Linked DNA regions of Podarcis muralis: region 2 is linked to region 1. The links are chromatin contacts, called in public Hi-C maps. All regions are on one chromosome and are shown on one strand. Each heading gives the region's core, a stretch centred on a gene start, on an enhancer-like site or on the middle of the called end of the contact. The rest is flanking DNA. Distances are from core to core; before and after follow the strand shown. Region 1 holds the start of LOC114587408 (SOSS complex subunit C-like). Region 2 holds the start of RPS6 (ribosomal protein S6).

What was found. A called contact is a pair of places that touch in the nucleus more often than the background predicts.
Region 2: a contact with region 1 is called in a Hi-C map of tail, with 4 times the contacts expected there. The contact joins the promoter of RPS6 here to the promoter of LOC114587408 in region 1. A contact is called at or near these places in 2 of 3 Hi-C or Micro-C datasets (blood and tail).

What each region holds. Positions count from the first base shown.
Region 1 is chr17:27,212,969-27,220,273 of rPodMur119.hap1.1, reverse strand. It overlaps LOC114587408 (SOSS complex subunit C-like), which reads right to left and starts at 3,621. Exons shown (of 6, transcript XM_028711605.2): 1 at 3,522-3,621; 2 at 2,783-2,836; 3 at 1,697-1,768; 4 at 1,182-1,284. The coding sequence starts at 1,721. All of the region lies in intron 30 of ADAMTSL1 (ADAMTS like 1), which reads right to left. HAUS6 (HAUS augmin like complex subunit 6) reads left to right here and starts at 3,119. Exons shown (of 17, transcript XM_028711599.2): 1 at 3,119-3,236.
Region 2 is chr17:27,367,913-27,374,421 of rPodMur119.hap1.1, reverse strand. It overlaps RPS6 (ribosomal protein S6), which reads left to right and starts at 3,229. Exons shown (of 6, transcript XM_028712949.2): 1 at 3,229-3,364; 2 at 4,209-4,340; 3 at 6,315-6,509. The coding sequence starts at 3,359. The region is part of intron 30 of ADAMTSL1 (ADAMTS like 1); the gene reads right to left.

The sequences.
Region 1 (7,305 bases), core at 2,372-4,871:
GTCAGCAAACCTTTTCAGCCGTGGGGCGGTCCACTGTCCCTCAGACCTTGTGGGGGCCCGGACTATATTTTGAAAAATAATAATGAATGAATTCCTAACACCAGGCAGGCCCCACAAATAACCCAGAGGAGCATTTTAAATAAAAGGACACATTCTACTCATGTAAAAACACGCTGATTCCCAGACTGTCTGCAGGCCGGATTTAGGTGATAGGGCTGGATCCGGCCCCTGGGTCTTAGTTTGCCTACCCATGGGCTAGGGCCATGCCACTAACCCAACGGGGACCCCTCGGACTGCCCTTATTTGATGTAAGTCATAGGGCTCCCCCTTCTGGTGGTTTACCCTTAGTTAGACTCCCTGCAAGGGACACGGGTGGCGCTGTGGGTTAAACCACAGAGCCTAGGATTTGCCAATCAGAAGGTTGGCAGTTCGAATCCTCGCGACGGGGTGAGCTCCCATTGCTCAGTCCCTGCTCCTGCCAACCTAGCAGTTCAAAAGCACATCAAAGTGCAAGTAGATAAATACGTACCGCTCCGGCGGGAAGGTAAACGGCGTTTCCGTGCGCTACTCTGGTTCGCCAGAAGCGGCTTAGTCATGCTGGCCACACGACCTGGAAGCTGTACGCCGGCTCCCTCGGTCAGTAAAGCGAGATGAGCGCCACAACCCCAGAGTCGGGCAAGACTGGACCTAACAGTCAGGGGTCCCTTTACCTTTAGACTCCCTGCAGGTGGGCGGGTGTAAAGTTATACAGTGGTACCTCGGGTTAAGTATTTAATTCGTTCCAGAGGTCCATACTTAACCTGAAACTGTTCTTAACCTGAAGCACCACTTTAGCTAATGGGGCCTCCCGCTGCTGCCGCGCTGCCGGAGCACGATTTCTGTTCTCATCCTGAAGCAAAGTTCTTAACCTGAGGTAATATTTCTGGGTTAGCGGAGTCTGTAACCTGAAGCGTATGTAACCCGAGGTACCACTGTAGCCTGGTTTCACCCAACGTCCAAGCCAATAAAGTTGTGGCCTGTTTTAGCCCATAACCCCAAACACTCGTGTTGGTGTGTTTATTAATCAATGGGGAACTACAGGGCACGGGGCCTTGGCACACAAAAGAAAGTGTCCCTTGGCTTTCCTCTTTGATCAGAGAACACAACTGAAACAAAAAGGCAGGTCTCTAAACTTACTGTACCTGGCTCCAGGGTGATTTGTGGAAGACTGGTTTTGCATCAGCAGCTTCCTCTTCTCCTTATCTAGCTCTGCCAAAATCGCAACCCTGTTTTTATTCTGAAACCCTGGCAGGAGTGAGAAGAATGAAAAAGTCTATGCACTACTTCAAGCTCTCCAAAGTGAATGATAAAGAGTACAGTGGTACCTTGGTTCTCAAACAGAATGCGTTCCAGGAGTCTGTTTGACTCCTGGAACAGTTCAAAAACCAAGGTGTGGCTTCCGATTGACTACAGGAGTGTCCTGCAGCCAATCGGAAGTTGTGCTGGATGTTGGACTTTTGGAAATCGTTCGAAAACCGGAAGACTCACTTCCGGGTTTTGATCGTTCAGGAGATGATTTGTTTGGGAGCCAAGGCGTTTGAGAGCCAAGGTACCACTGTATTAGAGTTTGTACTGAAAGGGCTGGTGCCGTGTTGTTTTTATTGTAAAATTTTATTATAACATAACCATGCACATAGAGGCAAAGATTACCATTTACCTTGCCCAGGAGGATTTGATGCCATCTTTCTAGTTTCCGCCTTAATTGGCTACAACGTAGTTATGGGATGAGCTACCGAAAAAAATATAAATGAACACGTGAACATAAAAGGCTCACTACTAATACAATTGTACATTAGTATTCAGATTGCAGGATGCAATAGCAACATACTTTGTAAAATGCTTGTGAAAATGTTGAGTAGCAGGTATGCTATACGCAAAGATGGTGTGAATTGGGGCCACCTATTGGGTACACGTGACCCCCTTATTGGAACAACTACACTTGGTTTGGATTGGTTTTCCAGGGACAGTCCCAGATTTACAGAAGCCGCCCCGCTTTCTGACCCTGGAATGTCCTGCAAAACTGTATTAAGGTAAAGGGACCCCTGACCATTAGGTCCAGTCGTGGCCGATTCTGGGGTTGCGGCGCTCATCTCGCTTTATTGGCCAAGGGAGCCGGCGTACAGCTTCCGGGTCATGTGGCCAGCTTGACTAAGCCGCTTCTGGCGAACCAGAGCAGCGCACGGAAACGCCGTTTACCTTCCCGCCGGAGCTGTACCTATTTATCTACTTGCACTTTGAGGTGCTTTCGAACTGCTAGGTTGGCAGGAGCAGGGACTGAGCAAGGGGAGCTCACCCCGTCATGGGGATTCGAACCGCCAGCCTTCTGATCAGCAAGTCCTAGGCTCTGTGGTTTAACCCACAGCGCCACCTGCGTCCCCTGCAAAACTGTAGGACATCCCTATTTTCCTCAGGGAAATACTGGAGGGCATGGAGCTATTCAGTCATCTGGAAGCACCCCAAGTTTTTAAAATGTTCAGTGTTTTATTATGTTTTTATATATGTTAGAAGCCGCCCAGAGTGGCTGGGGCAGCTCAGTCGGATGGACGAGGTATAAGTAATAAAAGTATTGATTACGGAACAGGACATCCCTCTTTTCATTGGAGAAACGTTGGACGAAATTTTGTTCCATGGTTCACTTTTCGGACTACAACTCCCATCAGCGCCAGCAACTGATGGAAGAAGCTGTAGTGCAAGCTGTCTTGCAGGGTGCCTGGACTAGGGAATCCGCGAAGGGGAATCTTACAGGTAGCATTGCGGTTGCTGCTTTCGGCTCACCTCCAGCAGGTGGGTGGAGTCCCTAAGTGAAAGCATAAAAATAGACAGCTCCAAGCACCTGGCGATGGACACAGTCCCCATTCACCCACATCCTCCTTGCCGGTGGACTGCTCCCTGTTTCTCTCACACCACCCCCTTTAGCTGCCCAGATGGACTCTGCTGCCCCCCCCCCTTTGGCTGTCCAGGTAGACTCTCCCAAACCTCCTTTGGCTCTACAGATAAGACTCTGCTGCTCCCCCTTTGGCTGTCCAGATGGATTCTCCCACCCCCACCCCCCTTTGGATGTTCACGTGGGCTCTCCCAAACCGCCTTTGGATCTACAGATAAGACTCTGCAGCTCCCCCTTTGGCTGTTCAAATGGACTCTCCCGCCCCCCTTTGGCTGTCTAGATGGACTCTCCCAAACCTCTTTTGGCTCTAGAGGTAAGAATCTGCCACTCCCCCTTTGGCTGTACAAATGGACTCTCCCGCTTCTCTTTCGTTGGACAAATGGACTCTACCACCCTCCCCCTTTGGTTGCCCAGATGGACTTTTCCGCCCCCTTTGGTTGGACGAATGGACTCTCCCGCGCCTCCCCCTCTGGCTGCCCAGATGGACTTTACCTCCCCCCTTTGGTTGGACGAATGGACTCTCCCGCCCCTCCCCCCATTGGCTGTCCAGATGGACTCTTCCTCTCCCCGTTTCAGGGGCTCTTTCTTCCCCGCTCACCTGCTCCCGACTTCATTGTCACGCGCGCCGCCTTAACGAGGCGGGGCCAGGAAACAAGCCCCGCCTTCGCTTCCCCGACCACCCCTGACTAAGAAAATGGTAGAGTGACACGCAGCGTCCAGCTTTCGGGATGAGCTGGAGTTTCAGCTTAGCGGAGGCTTAGCCAGCTGGGTCTCCACTGGCAGGGAGTTCCAAAGGCGCCGCCCAAGGAAGCGGGTATTCTGCGGCGGCGCCTGCGAAAAGTATTAGTAGTCCAAGTGTCTCTTCAGCGGTCAGCGTCTAAAAAAAACCCCACCTTGTTATTCTCTCCCCCCCCCCATAATATTCTTTATTGGTTTTGATTTGCACACTCCACATACACATGTTGTATTACATTACACATTTACACCTGCTTCCCAGAGCCGACTTCCCTCCTTCCCTCTTCTGACCTTTTATATCCCATCTAACTTTTTCGCATTGTCTTCATCTCTTTTGCATATTATTGTTCTTATTTCGTATTTGTCCTTCGAGTGTCTGTTGTCAAATCCTCCTGTATATACAGTTCTTATTGTCTGCCTATATTCAATTACAATTACCATTGGTTACACTGATCACAGTGTACATTTTACTTTTTGTTATTTTTCTTACCCAGAAATTGTCTTTGTATTTCACATTATGAGGTTTATTTCAGTTCTACGGGTTTCACAATTCCGCCTTATCCTTCCTATGTATGACATAAATTTTTCCCATTCTTTTTGAAATGTTTCATCACCCTGTTGTCAAATTTCCCCCGTTAATCTAGCTATTTCTGCATATTCCATTACCTTCTGTCGCCATTCTTCTACCGTTGGTACTTGCTGTTGTTTCCAAACCCACCTTGATATTCTCATGCTATATCTCATGATCCTCGTGGATGCCCTGAGCTGAGATTCCTGCCTTGCAGTGGGTGGGACTAGATGGCCCGTGGGCTCTCTTCCAGCTGCAGGATCCGGCAACTCTACACTGCAGGCTGTGGCTTAAAACATCCTTGCAACTGGAACAGAATATTGCAGGGGTAGGGTGGGAGGGGACTCAGCCCCTAGGAGTTAGGCTCCTGTGCATAGCTGTCAACCTTCCCTTTTTTTTGCGAGAAATTCCCTTATTCCAGCACCGTTTCCCACTGCTTCCCACTGCTATCCCGGATTGTTAGATATCCCGTAGACCAGGGGTCTGCAACCTTTAAGACAAAAAGAGCCACTTGGACCCGTTTCCGAAGAAAAAACAACAACTGGGAGCCGCAAAACCATTGCGACATTTAAAACAAATATATCTCCGGAGCCGCGATCTGACAGCGGGCGGGAAGGTGATGTCAGGACGGTGCGTGACTAACGCACGCACCGCCCCCATGCGACGTCACAGCCAGTACAGCGCCCGCCACAGTGAGGAGTGTCGGGGCGCACAATGCGCCTCCTCCCCTCACTAGTATCCGCCCTGGAGCCGCGGCAAAGATGTAAAAGAGCCACATGCGGCTCCGGAGCCGCAGGTTGCAGACCCCTGCCGTAGACTGTCCCTGGGACAGGTGAGGCTGCTGATCCCTTCTTTTCAAATCTGAAAGTTGACAGCTATGCTCCTGTGCTGGCCACGCAGTCCCTGCAAGGATGAAGCCAGGACCATGCAAGAAGCCACAGAGCAGGATTCAGTTACATTGAAAGCAGGGCCGGATTTAGGTTGGATGAGGCCCTCAGCTACTGAAGGTAATGGGGCCCTTTCTATGTCCAGCTGTCCTTTGTCCACAACAAATTGCCGCTGTTTTTTGTGTTGAATACAGTGGTACCTCGGGTTACATACGCTTCAGGTTACAGACTCCGCTAACCCAGAAATAGTGCTTCAGGTTAAGAACTTTGCTTCAGGATGAGAACAGAAATCGTGCTCCGGCGGCATGGTGGCAGCAGGAGGCCCCACATGCTAAAGTGGTGCTTCAGGTTAAGAACAGTTTCAGGTTAAGAACGGACCTCCGGAACGAATTAAGTACTTAACCTGAGGTACCACTGTATATGCTACATGGTCATTTATGGACCTCATAGGCATCTAAAGCCATTTGCACATAACAAAGTATGTATTTTATCAAAGTAAGTGTTGAGCTGAAATACAATTAAGAAGTATATTAATAGTGAAATACAATTAAGAAGAAGTATATTACTAGTGAAATAATTGTTAATCTCTAACTTAAATTGGTTTTTATTCATAACTAACTTAATAATGCAAACACATTGGCATTTAGCAAGAACCAAAGTTCCTTTAGAAACACAATTTATACACATAATCTACGGTAGTCTCTTGAAACTTGCTATAACATGAAATAATAATGGGTGTAAATATATGATGCAAACTACTAATAATTATAAATAACAGAATGTAGGCACCCTATATATAGAAAGGTGCAAACCAGGGATATTTTAGGGAGCAGGCTAGCAGGCGGGGCCCATGACTTACAAAACACTGTTGCTGTATGTAGGATTTATTTTATTTGTTTTTCATCTTATATTTTGGAATTGTACATCCAGGTTTTTCCCCCTTAATTTTTTTTGGGGGGGTCCCCAAGAGAGTGGGGTCCTAAGCTAGAGCTTGTTTAGTTTATACATAAATCCAGCACTGATTGAAAGCCCGAGGGAGATTTTCCCCCTCCGTTGCTAGGGAGCAGTTTCCACTTTCCGCCTGCGGAAGAGCCTCGCGCATCAGGCAGACACTTAATTAGTAGCCCCTCTAAACCTTTCGTAGCTCTACGCCAGCGTGCCTCGGTTGAGAGTCGGGTACCGTATATGTCTCCGGCAAGCGGTGCATGCTGGGAACTCGGATGTCGGTTTTCCCCCATTGGCTGGAGCCGCGCATATTTCTTTTTGATTGGCTGGCGCGCGGCTCGCCGCCCCTCCCGGTTTTCTTTTTTGGCGGTTTGAGCCTCAATGGCGGCGCGTGTGGTGGGCGAGGCGGCGGCAGCAGCAGCGGCTGAGGCTGAAGAAGAAGGGCGCCTCTGAGAGGAGCTGAAGGGCTTGGCGAAGGCGGAACCCTTGAGGAAGAGCAGAACGCTGACGCGGAGGATATACCTGCACGTGAGGAAAGGAAGACACGGGTCAGCCCCCGGCTCGCCTCGCGGCCATGAGCGCGCAGCAGCTCCCGCCTCCTCCCGCCTGGGAGAAAGAGCACCTCTGGCTCTACCTTCTGGCGCTGGGCTTCGACCCGGAAAAAGCCGCCGCCGGGAGGGTCTCCACGCATCTCGGCCTGGGCGTGTGAGTGGGCCTTTTTTTTCTTTTTTCTTATAAACTGACCTTTGTTTAATGCTGCGTTCCCCAAATTTGGGTTTCCGGCAGGCTTTTGGACTACAACTCCCATTGTCCGCAGCCTTCCTTGGAGGTTTCTTAAGCAGAGGTTGGGCCCCCCCCAAAATTTCACTACAGTATTAATATACTTTTTCTTAATTGCATTTCAGTTTAATAGTGGTATTTCAGTTCCACAGTTAGTTTGATAAAATACATATTTTGTGATGTGCAAATGGCTTTAGGTACCTATTTGGCCCATAAATTACCATATAGCACATATTCTTTTATATATCTGTACAGTGGTACCTCAGGTTACATATGCTTCAGGTTACACACTCCGCTAACCCAGAAATAGTGCTTCAGGATGAGAACAGAAATCGGGCTCCGGCGGCGTGGCAGCAGCAGGAGGCCCCATTAGCTAAAGTGGTGCTTCAGGTTAAGAACAGTTTCAGGTTAAGTACGGACCTCCGGAACGAATTAAGTACTTAACCTGAGGTACCACTGTATATCTA
Region 2 (6,509 bases), core at 1,980-4,479, 150 kb before region 1:
AGGTCTTGTCCTACAATCCCTGAGCTGTTGCATCCTTCTCTTAACCTGGGATGTGGGTGGCACTGTGGCCTAAACCACTGAGCCTCTTGGGCTTGCTGATCAGAAGTTCAGTGGTTCAAATCCCCGCAACGGGGTGAGCTCCCATTGTTCTGTCCCAGCTCCTGCCAATCTAGCAGTTTCAAAGCATGCAAGTAGAAGATAAACTGCATTTCCGTGCACTCTGGTTTCCATCACAGCGTCCCATGGCGCAAGAAGTGGTTTAGTCCTGCTGGCCACATGACCCAGAAAGCTATCTGAGCACCACAACCCCATAGTTGCCTTTGACTGGACTTACCGGTAACCGTCCAGGGGTCCTTTACCTTTTACATTTTACCTTTCTCTTAACCTGGCTTAAGGTTGTCATCTGAACTCACCAGATGCTTAACTGTTAATCAATTGCAATCAACCCACCATATGAAAAATAAGACTTTAGGGACATCTTGCCCAAAAATGGCAACTAGGCATCCTGTTATGGTAGCTGTAACCTTGGTTTAAGGAGCCTTTTGGCGCCTAGTTTATATACCTGAGTTTCTAACACTGATGCCAACCAACTCAGCAATGCTCCAAACACCTTCCCATGCATTAGTGCTGAAAAGCATTCTGCTAGCGTTGCAATTGTTAAGAGCCAATTATGGACCTCAAAAGCTCCTTTCAGGAAGACAGGAAAAAGGTGCCTTATACGGAAGCGGACCACTGGCATCAATCTAGCTCAGCATTGTCAACATGACAACCGGCAGCAGCCCTCCGGGAGTATTTCCCAGCCTTATCAGGAGTTGCCAGCATTTGACCCTGGGACCTTTGAATGCAAACCACAGGCTCTGCCATTGGGCAAGGGAGATAAGCCAGCAGGACAGTCCATTTCTGCAGGGTAAATTGACTAGAAAGCCTTTTCAAAACAGCATCTTTGAAATGTGCATTTCTTCGCCACCTCAAAAAGGGCTGGTGCTTATGCATAAAATCTACCGACCTGTATAAATTCAACCAGGTATTTTCAAAGAACACTTGTCCCTGGCACCTATGAGAGTATGTAACTGTCCTCAAATGTTTTTAGATATTCTTAATGTTTTTAAATGTTTATTTTCTCATTGGGCAAACAAAAGGGATGGAAGGACGGAATAGAAATGTAATGAATATGATTTAATAGTTTCACTGTGTCATTTCTGTCTAGCTGGAAGAATTTCTCATATCCTAGCAAAGTGTTAGCCCATGTACCGAAAGCAAGAAAGCGGATACTTAGGCACCGTTAGGTTATATTCTGTAGTCTTAGACACATAATTTTTTTTTTAATTGTTACTGGTTTTCAGTAACATGGCAATGAACAACTTGTTAGCTTGGGGTTCAGAGATTATTATAATCGATGATTCCACCACCCAGTCTATATCAACTCAAATGGTTCGTCTGTCTTGGGTAGCTTTGGCAACACAGCTGTAACTATTACTCTATTATGGTTAGAGGCAGGATAGTTGGCCCTATAGCTGTTTCCAAACCAAAATGTGGGGGGTGGAGGGGGCAGGGAAAAATCAGAAGAACACGTTTTCCAAACGCCAAAGTATGTATTTGTACCCAGTGGGTAGCAAACTGCAGTTTTGCCTGTCCTGTAGCTTGAGAGAGGGAGGGAAAGTTCACTTTCTCAGCTTCCTGCATAATTTTATATACCCCAACCCCAGATTCCCACCCACTCATGGGTGTAGCTAAGATTTTTGTTTGGGGGGGGGGGGAGAAAGTCAGCTAGCTATGCATTTTTTAATTTTTTATTGATTGGGGGGGCGGCTGCCTCTCCCTGCCCCCTCTGTTTTGTTTTTTTTTTTAAATAATTTTTATTAAGCTCCCTGCCCCCTCTGGCTACTACGCCCGTGCACCCACTCAAATGGAAAAGGTCCGACCATTGTGACTTTTCTTGGTTATTCCAGCCCCCTGACCCTTTTGAATGCCCCTTTATTTACCAACTGGTCTTAACCACCGCCTGGATTAGAAATGCCAAGAGCTTTTGTCTACGGTGCCTTGAAGAAGCCCAAGAAGAATCTAAGAACAACCTTCCGGCACTCTCTTCTCACAGCGGCCAGGGGAACCTGCTGGCAGACTCTGACCCTTCAAGTGTCCCTATTTTCCAGGGACAGTCCCAGATTTACAGAAGCCGTCCTGGTTTCTGAATTGATCACTGAATGTCCCGCTTTTCCTTAAAGGTAAAGGTAAAGGGACCCCTGACCATCAGGTCTAGTCGTGACTAACTCTGGAGTTGCAGCGCTCATCTCGCTTTATTGGCCAAGGGAGCCGGCGTACAGCTTCTGGGTCATGTGGCCACCATGACTAAGCCGCTTCTGGCAAACCAGAGCAGCACATGGAAACGCCGTTTACCTTCCCGCTGGAGCGGTACCTATTTATCTACTTGCACTTTGACGTGCTTTCGAACTGCTAGGTTGGCAGGAGCAGGGACCGAGCAACGGGAGCTCACCCCGTCGCCGGGATTCGAACCGCCAACCTTCTGATCGGCAAGTCCTAGGCTCTGTGGTTTAACCCACAGCGCCACCCGCTTTTCCTTAGGACGTCCCTAATTTCATCAGAGAAATGTTGGAGGATATGGAGTTGTGTCACCCCCAAGTTTAGAAAATAAGTAACTATGCAATGTTTAGAATACATCTTGAAGGCAGCCCTGTATAGGGAAGTTTTTAAATGTTTTATTATATTTTTATATATGTTGGAAGCCACCCAGGGTGGCTGGGACAATGCAGTCAGTTGGGGAGGGGAGTACAAATGTGATGATGATGGAATAGGATGTCCCTAATTTCATCGGAGAAATGTTGCAGGATATGGAGTTATGCAACCCATGAACCAGGGAGATAAGTAACTATACAACCTTTAGAAGACATCTGAAGGCAGACCTGTAGAAGGAATTTTTAAAATATGTTTTTATATATATGTTGGAAGCCAATCAGAGTGGCTGGGGCAATGCAGTCAGATGAGGGGTTACATTTATTATTATTATTATGGAATAGGGCATCCCTATTTTCATCAGAGAAGCGTTGGAGGGAATGCTGTGGTTCCCATCAATTCCCATTCAGAATATGCAGCAGTCCAAAATTCCTCTATTTCTCCATTCCTTCCTCTGAATGAAAGAGTTTTATTCGCAAGACCACGGCAGCTGCCCACTCTACACTTTTTCCTATCTCTATCGACTCGCCCAGGAGCCCCCGCTGAGCCCTGACGGGGCGGGCCCTTATAAACTCTCGCGAGATCACGCGCGGGAGCCTCTTTGACTTCCGGTCCAGCGGAAGCGCGTCCTCTTTCCCGTGGCGGACCCGAGGCGAGCTGTGCCGGCGCCATGAAGGTAGGTGTTGCGGGGCGCGGAGGGGGCGCAAACCGCCTCCGCCCCCGGAAAATAGAGGCCCCGGCAGATCGAGGGGCCCCGGGGGGAGGCGGCGGGGCAGGCGGCGGACGAGGGAGCGCGGCCCCGGCGGCGGATGGAGGCCGATGCGGGGAAGCGGCGCGGCGGCCCCGGCCTCCTTTCCCCGCTCCGGAGAGGAGCTCTCGCGCGGTGTGTCGTCTCGCGGGAATTCCGCAGCGCCTGTTAACCTTTCAGACCCCCTACCCCGTGCGTCTTGAGCGCTTAGCAGTGGCGGCCAAACTTAGCCCTCCAGCAGTTTTGGGACTACAATTCCCACCATCCCTGACCACTGGTCCTGTTAGGTAGGGATGATGGGAGTTGTAGTCCCAAAACAGCTGGAGTGCCAAGTTTGGCCGCCACTGGTAAAGGAAGCAGCGTTTCTCGTGCTCGTGGAGCAGTGGTTCTCAACCTGTGGGTCCCCAGATGTTGGACTACAATTCCCATCATCCCTGAGCTCTGTGCCTTGCTAGCTAGGGGTGATGGGAGTTGTAGTCCAAAAACAGCTGAAGGGCCAAGCTTGGCCATGCCTGATCTAGAGCAGTGGTGGCCAAGCTTGGCCCTCCTGCAGTTTTGGGACTACATTTCCCATCATCCCTAACTAACAGGACCAGTGGTCAGGGATGATGGGAATTGTAGTCTCAAAACAGCTGGAGGGCCAAGTTTGGCCGCCACTGGTAAAGGAGGCAGCGTTTCTAGTCCTTGTGGAGGACGACGGGGCTCAATGCCGCCCTGGGGAACCCTTTAAGCCCCTTTGCAGACCCGAGTGTGGCTTCTCTCCCCCCTGCAGCTGAACATCTCCTTCCCAGCCACCGGCTGCCAGAAACTCATCGAAGTGGACGATGAGCGCAAGCTGCGCACCTTCTACGAGAAGCGCATGACCACGGAAGTCTCCGCGGATGCTCTTGGCGAGGAGTGGAAGGTGAGGCTGGCTTCATAAGGCTTGTTGCATGTGTGCAAAATGGGGCTGAGAAAGCAGCGGTGGTGAGAAAATTTAGAGTCTGTGGGTTGCCACTTTGGTTCTTGCCAAATGCCAGGTTCTGTGTGCTGCTGTGCTCGGGGTCTGCACGTTCCCCTGGGCCGCCGGTGAGCCAGGAAGGCTGCTCTTAGGTTCTTCTTCAAGGCAGTGTAGACAAAAGCTCTTGGCATTTCTAATCCAGGCGGCGGCTAGGGCCAGTCGGTAAAGAAAGGGGCATTCAAAAGGGTCAGGGGGCTGGAATAACTCCCCCACCAGGAAAAGTCGCAATGGTTGGAGCATTTCCATTTGAGTGGGTGGTTGGTAAGGTTGCCACCTTTGTTCTGGCAAAATACAGGACAGGGTGGGAGTTGGGAGGGTGATTTTTTTTTTAAAAAAAACATGTGCTGAAGTGACTTCCGATCAATCCATTGCAATCTATTGCAGCCTAATAGGATGGGCCCTCTGGAATCTGTTGCCCAAAGACATACACATGAATTTGTAAAAGTGTGCTGGGCTACCCAGAGCTGAAATACACAACCTTTCAAACACATGCAATTGGAGAGGATCCCTAATTTGGCAGAGAGAGGGGACCTGAAATACAGGACAAAACTATCAATACAGGATGTAGCCTGTGTTATACAGGACAGGTGACAACCTTATTGTCTGGTGTCTTGTCCAGAGGCCCTCATGGATTCATATTGAATGAGAACTCTGGGAGTTACTGAGTTACACATTGGGCCCATCTAATTATTCCTGAGGGGTTGTTTCAGTATTTGGGGATGAATTGTTCCTATGCTACCTGCAGATCTCAGGGATTGAACCTGGGAGCCTTTGAATGAATGCAAAGCTACTACTACCACTGAAGGCATGGGCCTTGCCCAGATGGATTTGGGTGCATGGTTGTGACTGCATCTGTGTTTACCCATCAGTCTGAGAAAGAGTGAGCTCAGAGTTTAGTGGTGGCATTGCTACTCCTGTCCACAGATCTCTGCATGTAGTAGCAAACTCCTTGTGCGCAGCTGCATGCAAAAAAGTGCATTCTTACCTGTGTGTTGATGGTGAGTTGGCAGGGAGTCTGGAAAATACTTAAGTTAGCAAAGCGATGGTGGGTTGGAGTTCAGAACGCTGCCAGGGAAAGTGGCTATGGGAGAGGTGTGGTGGTGTGATACAGCATGAAAATTGCCAGTAAATGCACTTAATGAGTCTGTGACTTTGGGAGTAAATTCACTTCTGCTCAAGTGTGCTAACTTAATTGATTTCTGCAGAGCAGGGAATCCAACAGCAATTTTCCTTTATGCATAGCAATCTTAGTATTGAAGCATCTGTGGGGAGCATGTGTATACCCATTTGCCCCAAAAGTTGAGAGGTTATGTTAGTGGGATTCAATTTTAGTGGAAATCAAACAGATCAAAACAGTGTCTGTTTTGTTAACACCCTTGTATTTGTGGGCTTCATGTTCATGTATTAGAATTGGTTAGAAATGGAATTAAGTGATCTGATTAAATGCCTGGGCAGGACATGATGCACTGGGAGATTGTCACATGTTGGCCCTTATAGGTAAGACATTCCATGTGAAATCAGTAGACTGCGCATCATAAATAAAGTGAATTTGCTTTAAATCGCTGGACTTGGCATTTCTTCTACATTCAAGACAGATTCCACAATATTGCTAAGCAAGCATGATCAATAGGCATAATATGGTAATATTGTAGAAGTTCTGGAACATGGTTTCAATATTGGTCAAACCAGGCAATCTCAGCAGGTCTGGTTGTTGATGCTCAAAATGAAGAAAGGCAATGTTCTTTCTGCCAGTGCAATTGAGTTTATATTTAGCGGCATCTGTTACCTGTATACGGAGAAAAGAATGAGAAATTGAACTTACACTCTTAAATTGTTCCCCCTTGAGAGAAAGGTCTAAGCTCCTCGTCTTTGTTTCAGGGATACGTTGTCCGCATCAGCGGTGGCAATGACAAGCAAGGCTTCCCCATGAAGCAGGGGGTCCTGACTCACGGACGTGTCCGCCTGCTTCTCAGCAAGGGCCACTCATGTTACCGCCCTAGAAGGACTGGAGAAAGGAAGCGCAAATCTGTTCGGGGTTGCATTGTTGATGCTAATTTAAGCGTCTTGAATTTG